Regions from separate parts of the Zea mays genome. Here region 1 is linked to region 2. Evidence: chromatin contacts called from public Hi-C data. All regions are on one chromosome and are shown on one strand. Each heading gives the region's core, a stretch centred on a gene start, on an enhancer-like site or on the middle of the called end of the contact. The rest is flanking DNA. Distances are from core to core; before and after follow the strand shown. Region 1 holds the start of LOC100217237. Region 2 holds the start of LOC103647128.

Region 1 (3,043 bases), core at 16-2,515, 140 kb before region 2:
AGGATCGCTGTACTGTGGTACTGGGCAGATGCATCAGGAATTCAGCATCCTTGCATAGGACACAAAGGACCTCAGTTGGGTTCCTAGTATTGGGTTTTGTTTATGGTCGTAGTACCACCATTGCTGCTTAATCCTCGTATTAAGATTTAAGACTGGTTTTGTTCCTCTTTTGGGAGAGAATACCGAACAGGATGAAAACGGATGGATTCTTGATGATGATGATACTCGGAAAGAAGTACACACCTTGCCTGCCTTTCTTCTTGTTGTGGAGCGCGGCGAGGCAGTGCTTGTCCCAGAGATGCGCCTCGAACCTGCCCGTCCACCTGTGCCTGCGTTGAGACAGCACGCACGCACGCACGCATGCAGCGCGACGCGTGTGGATGTTGATGAGATTCCAGTTTTCTTTTTCTTTTTTTCATGGAACAGGAGAACTGGAGACAGGAGTAATGCGGATGGACATGCTTTTCTACTTCCTAGCTATCGGAATTCAGAAAACGACCTGCCTTTTCTTCTTTCTGAAAGCGATGCGCGGAAAATGGAGCAGGAGCAGGGACGAAAGGGGCGGCATGGGCTGGGCTGAGGAAACAGGGAGCAGAGGAGCTTGCCGCGGCACGTTCGATCGAGGAGCGGTGGAACGAGCAGGGCGGCGGCGGCGGCGGATGTGACATGCAGCTGAAGGTAGATTTCGCGCTGCAAGGCGATCGGAGTTGTGGGGGGAAGCGCAGCTGCGGCCTGCGGGGCGGGAGTGGAGTGGAGATGGGATCGGACGGAGCTCCGTTGGCGGTGAGTGAGAGAAGAAGCGAACTTTACGGCAATGCAGGATCCGCGGCGGCGGGCTGCTGTCGGGCTGTGGGTGGGTGGGTCGGATGGGATCGGGACGAGGGAGCCGTGGGCCGCCGGCGGCCGGAATCAAAGCGGTGGAAATGGAAGGGAAGGGAATGGAAGGCATGCATGCGATAGACGCGTACCTGGTGACTCCCCTGTAGACGGAGCTCCTCTTCCCCGCGGCGGCGGCGGCGGGGTCCTTGCGGATCCTCTTATTAGGCTCGGCGCCGGCCTTGGCCGTCGCCGCCCTCCGCCTCTTTCCGGGAGGGACGAGGACGGTGTCCGCGGAGACGGAGGACGAGGAGGAGGACGGCGACGGTGGCGGAGGAGACTGCCGTTGAGATCTCTCCATGTCCGTGGTCTCCGTCCCCCCTCCTCCTCGATGAACGGTGGTGGTGCAGCGCGGACGCGGTTGTGCAGGGGAGCCGGTGGTGAATCTGACTGGCGGCGAGGCGGGGGAGGAGGAGGAGGAGGAGGAGGACGGGGTTTTTATAGAGCGGTGGCGGTGGGGGGTTTTTGCGTTGCGCCTCTGTGCCAACTGCCATTGTTGTTGCGTGGCGCGTGCTGCTTCCCGTCCCGTCCGTCTGGCCCGGCCCCCCCGTTGTGCTCATGCAGTCTTGCCTTGCTCGTGCTCGCCTGGCATCTCGCCATCTCTGTGCCGCCTACTCCTACGTGGCACGCCGCCGTGAGGAGGCAGGGGACAGGTGGACGGACACGGACGCGCCTCCACCTGCCAGCCACCTGCGAAGGGTAGCGTCGCAATGCAACGGCAGTGCGGTTGCGTCAGCAGCAAACACATGTTGGACGCGCCGTGTCCAAATGGCGCCAACCGCCGGCGCGCCGCCGCGCTTGCAGTCCCAAGGCGGGGGGTTGTCCTCTCTGCTCTCTCCGACGCGCGCCGGCGACACCTGTCGAAGCAGAGCAGGGCATGGGGCGCAAGCAACAAGTAGCCAAGATCAATCATCAAACAAAACGTTGAATTCAAACCACCCCCGTGCTGTGCTGTGCTGTCCAGCTGCTGAGTTAAACGATAATCTACTTACTGTTTGGAACACAATTTTTCCCCTCATCATTGAGCAGAAAGCTTCGTGAGAGGAGAGAGTTTCATTCATATAAAACTCTGAACTTCCTTTGGAATGCGTGATTTTTTTTATTTCTTGCGTTTTTCTATAAAAATAAGCTGATTCATGTGAAACTAAAGGGGTGTTTGGTTTCTAGGGACTAATGTTTAGTCTCTTCACTTTATTCCTTTTTAGTATATAAATTGCTAAATATAGAAACTAAAATAAAGATTTAGTTTCTATATTTGACAATTTTGGAACAAAAATAGAATAAAATGTAGGGACTAAACATTAGTCCCTAGAAACCAAACACCCCTTAAATCATTAAGGAACTATTTGTTTACAGGAATCAGTTCATTTTCATAGAAAAAACACAGAAAACAGAAAAATTTGCCACAGTCCAAAGGAGGCCTGACTCCTCTCAGGCCGTCTCTAGGATCTCTTCTATCTCATCTTCTATCTCTTTACATATTTGAAACTTAACTTTATAAACACAGTGTTATCTACAATGTCATGTTCCCTATTTACACGATCTATCAAGGACAGGCTTATAGACTTCCCACGTGAAATCCCTGGGTTCCATACAAACTAAAGTTCTATTTGAATTCTATAGTCGTTATTGGTTAGCTACTAAGTAATAATTAGCTTCTCCGGATGCAGCTAATATAATCTGTCTACTTATTAGTTGCATGCAGTTAACAGTTAGCTAGCTAATATAACCTGTTGTTTGGGGGACGTCGAGAGCTGTGATCTTTTTCCTATGCCAAACGCATGATGCATCAGCAGACGATCAGCTCTGAAACTTTCAGACAAAGCGTGGACGCTCGAATCACATCGCTTGCTTGCAACGACGCGCCACACGAACGGGTGCACTGCAGCTGCAGGCGAGCGCGTGTTTGGTTTAGTAGCTAACCCTAATGCCTGTTTTCCCAGCTACTACTTGATGGAGTTGGTCAAGTGAAAACGTACGCCACGATTAATTAGGTCGCCGGATTCTGCAGCCACCACAAGCAAATTCCAAACCTTTCTCCACCGTTGTAGCTAGTATATGAATATAGATAGATATATGCACTGCTGCTTGCTTGCAAGTTACAGTACCTAGCTAGCTGACGATCATATACAGGTGCGGCCAGGGTTCAGAAATATCGGTTGCCCGC
Region 2 (3,065 bases), core at 82-2,581:
CAATAGCTTTAACACAAGTGATTCTCTAATTCTTACATGCTCGAGATGGCCAGGTGAAGAAACAACAGTGCTAGATTCTGACTGTGTAGTTTCATCCATTTGCCGGCACCCCTGTGTACAATAAACACTAGTAGTCACTCAAGTATTCATGTTGCCAGTAAATCGTGTGGCATGCATACGGCTGACCAAAGTACCAAACTACACGAACTATTTCACCAACCGCTCCGGTTGTTGACCCCTGGGATGAACAACTTGCATCAGTTCCCTTACGCTTCCCCTGTGAGATGTGTAAATTTACGAGTTCCTTTGAAATACATATATGCAGCATGTAAATAAAACATCTGACATTCAAAACCAGAGTCCAGAGTAGAGATACCTCTGGAACTGAATGCTGGCTCCTCCATGACTGCAGTTTCCTTGCCACACCCCTGGCTTCTGCATCGGTCTGCCAGATGTATAGCAAGACAAAAAAAAATTGAGATTAATTGGCATGGCATTCCCTGGTGTCAGCCAGAACCGGGTTTTGATGGATATAAAATCCAGATTGATTGTCAGTTACTAGTCTATATGTCAATATGTTATACTGCTATGGCCATAAATAGGAGTGGGGAACATGGAAAGTTGCAAGCACAAGCTACTACGAAGGGGAGAGCTTTTCTTGAGACGCAGTTTCCGAGTGAAGCGTGAAGCAGAGAGTTCACGCTACCTCGGAGCCCCGGTAGGTGCGTGCGACGTCGGCCACCGACCGCGCCCGCGAAGCCTTCCTCCCGCCGACATCGGCAGCAGAGTCCGCCACCGAGGCGGTGTGGCGCCGCTGCGGCGGCGCGACGGAGGCCGACCGCGCCCTCCCTCCACCGCCGCCGCGCCCCCCGCTCTTGAGCCGCGGCTCACGCCCCCTCTCCCGGCCCGCCGCATCCCCACGGCCGGAGGTAGCACCAGTAGCAGCAGCCGCCCCGGGGGGCGGAGATGGCGAGGCGGACGGGGAGGCCGCGGAGTCGAAGAGCGGGTTGGTGCGCGTGTTGGCGTAGTCCTCGTGGGCGGCGCGGGGCGCCGCGCTGACGGAGCGCGAGCGGGTGCGGCGCGGGCACGGGGGCGGGTCGGAGCGGGAGGTGGTGGTGGCGTGGAGGGCGCGGCGCGTGGTGGACTTGAACGCCGCCGACGCCATCCGAGTGCGAATCGGTACTACGGGCGGCGCGGGAGGAGGTAATGAAAAGCAGCGAGAGAAGACGGGAGGAAATGCCAAAAGGACGGAGCGGCCGGAGAAGTCGAAGCTGCTGATAATGGCGGTGGCGGGGGCGGGGGCTGGGTGCCTGCTGGCTTTGACCTTTGAGAATGACCTGTGGGGTCAGGTTACCAGCGGAAGAAAGGGGGTCAAGAAGGTGGGTGCCTGGCTGAGGAATGAATTGTGGGGTCAGGTTACCAGCGGGAGAAAGGAAGGTCAAAAAAAGAAAATTTTAAAATATTGGAGACGCGGGGGATCGAACCCCGTGCCTCTCGCATGCAAAGCGAGCGCTCTACCATTTGAGCTACGTCCCCTGGTTGTTAAAATGTCAGATTACGTAATAATGTTCAAACACGCATGATCAATTTCCATTTCATACCATTTGAGATAATTTTATTTGTCCTCGATGAGAAATAAAAGAAACTAGTTTTGTACGAGTTGCCAACTAATTGAGATCTTCTCCAGCTATATAGTTTAAGTTCTGCAAAACAAATTACTTGTACGGTTCTATTTTTAATGGAACATAAATAAAAGAAAATAGGTCCGCACTAGAAACGCAGAATGGAAACATGTATGTATATATGCAATGTGTTGATCAAGAAACTACCAGTTGCACTATAATATACCTGAACTATAAGACGTCCCAGCTCTGGTTAGTTGTGTACTCCAGTGAAAAAAAAAAACATTTCATGTTCGTTCTGCACTGCACTAATTGATCATAGAAATTTGTCGTTGTCGTTGATAACCAAGGCATAACAGTCCAGGGACCATCACAGGTACGTTTCCAGTTGCTTTCTGTCATTTGTTTCTCCGACGATCTGTTGCTTGCTAGCTAGTTGCACACCATGATCTGTTGTTGCTTCAATCTGCTTGCTATTAGCAGACTCAGATCAATCTGTGCATGGCTTTCATCACTTATGGCGCCGAACATTCACCAACTTGGGAAGTTGGAGTGCAGAGTAAATAAACTCAGAAACATCTTCAAGAAGAAAAAAAACTCAACAGATATGTCTCATGGGTGTTTGGTTAGAGGGACTAAAGATTAGTCTCTAGATTTTAGTCCCTTTTTTTGCCAAACACTAGGACTAAAATATGGAGTAAAATGATTTAGTCTCTAGTCCTTCACATAGGTGCTAAAAGAGACTAAAGGCCCATAATTATCATGTTGCTCTTACCTATCCCTCGTCTCTCTGGCACACCCGCAGCCACTCCCTTCCTCGTCTCTCGCACAGCCGCCGCCGCCCCTTCCTCGTCTCTCGCGCGTGACGAACGCAGCCACTCCCTCTTCTCTCTTGCGTGCGACGAACACAGCCACTCCCTCATCCTCTTCCTCTTCCAAGCCGCCGTCCACAAACGCCGAACGCAGTCGTCGACGAATGTGCGCGACCAACGCCCCCGCCACTCCCTCAACCTCTTCCAAGCCAAATCATCGATGGGCACCACAGCTTTCATGATTTTCTCTCCCAAGCCGGCTCATCCTCAGCACCGAGGAACCTCCCCATCCACGAAATGCCGAAGGACAACGAGTTCGGCCTCTTCTCCCCAACCCACTTGATTCATCCCTCATCGATGAACAACTCTGTGCTCTGGATTCGGATGAATCAACTCGATCTGAACTACCAGGGCACTGAGTTTCCCCGCTTCAGTTCGTATCAGCAAGTTCTAGAGACTGGTGAACCAACAAACAACCTAGGATTTTCAGATCCGTGCATTAGAACTGGCCGCACTCCATTCCAAACAACCAGATCTACTAGTGGAGGCAAGAGAGGAAGAGGAAACCCGCCTCTGGTTCATGGCCGAGATGCAACTAGAGGTATTCGTGGAGGAAGGGGGAGGTCCAGAG

The links. Hi-C and Micro-C count contacts between places; a contact is called where the count stands out from the background.
Region 1: a contact with region 2 is called in a Hi-C map of endosperm, with 5 times the contacts expected there. The contact joins the promoter of LOC100217237 here to the promoter of LOC103647128 in region 2. A contact is called at or near these places in 6 of 25 Hi-C or Micro-C datasets (ear, endosperm, leaf and 2 more).

The regions. Positions count from the first base shown.
Region 1 is chr2:153,660,648-153,663,690 of Zm-B73-REFERENCE-NAM-5.0, reverse strand. It overlaps LOC100217237, which reads right to left and starts at 1,265. Exons shown (of 7, transcript NM_001143592.1): 1 at 969-1,265; 2 at 244-329. The coding sequence starts at 1,177.
Region 2 is chr2:153,523,154-153,526,218 of Zm-B73-REFERENCE-NAM-5.0, reverse strand. It overlaps LOC103647128, which reads right to left and starts at 1,331. Exons shown (of 8, transcript XM_008671690.2): 1 at 707-1,331; 2 at 377-445; 3 at 221-277; 4 at 37-111. The coding sequence starts at 1,165. TRNAA-UGC (transfer RNA alanine (anticodon UGC)) reads right to left here and starts at 1,536; the gene lies at 1,464-1,536.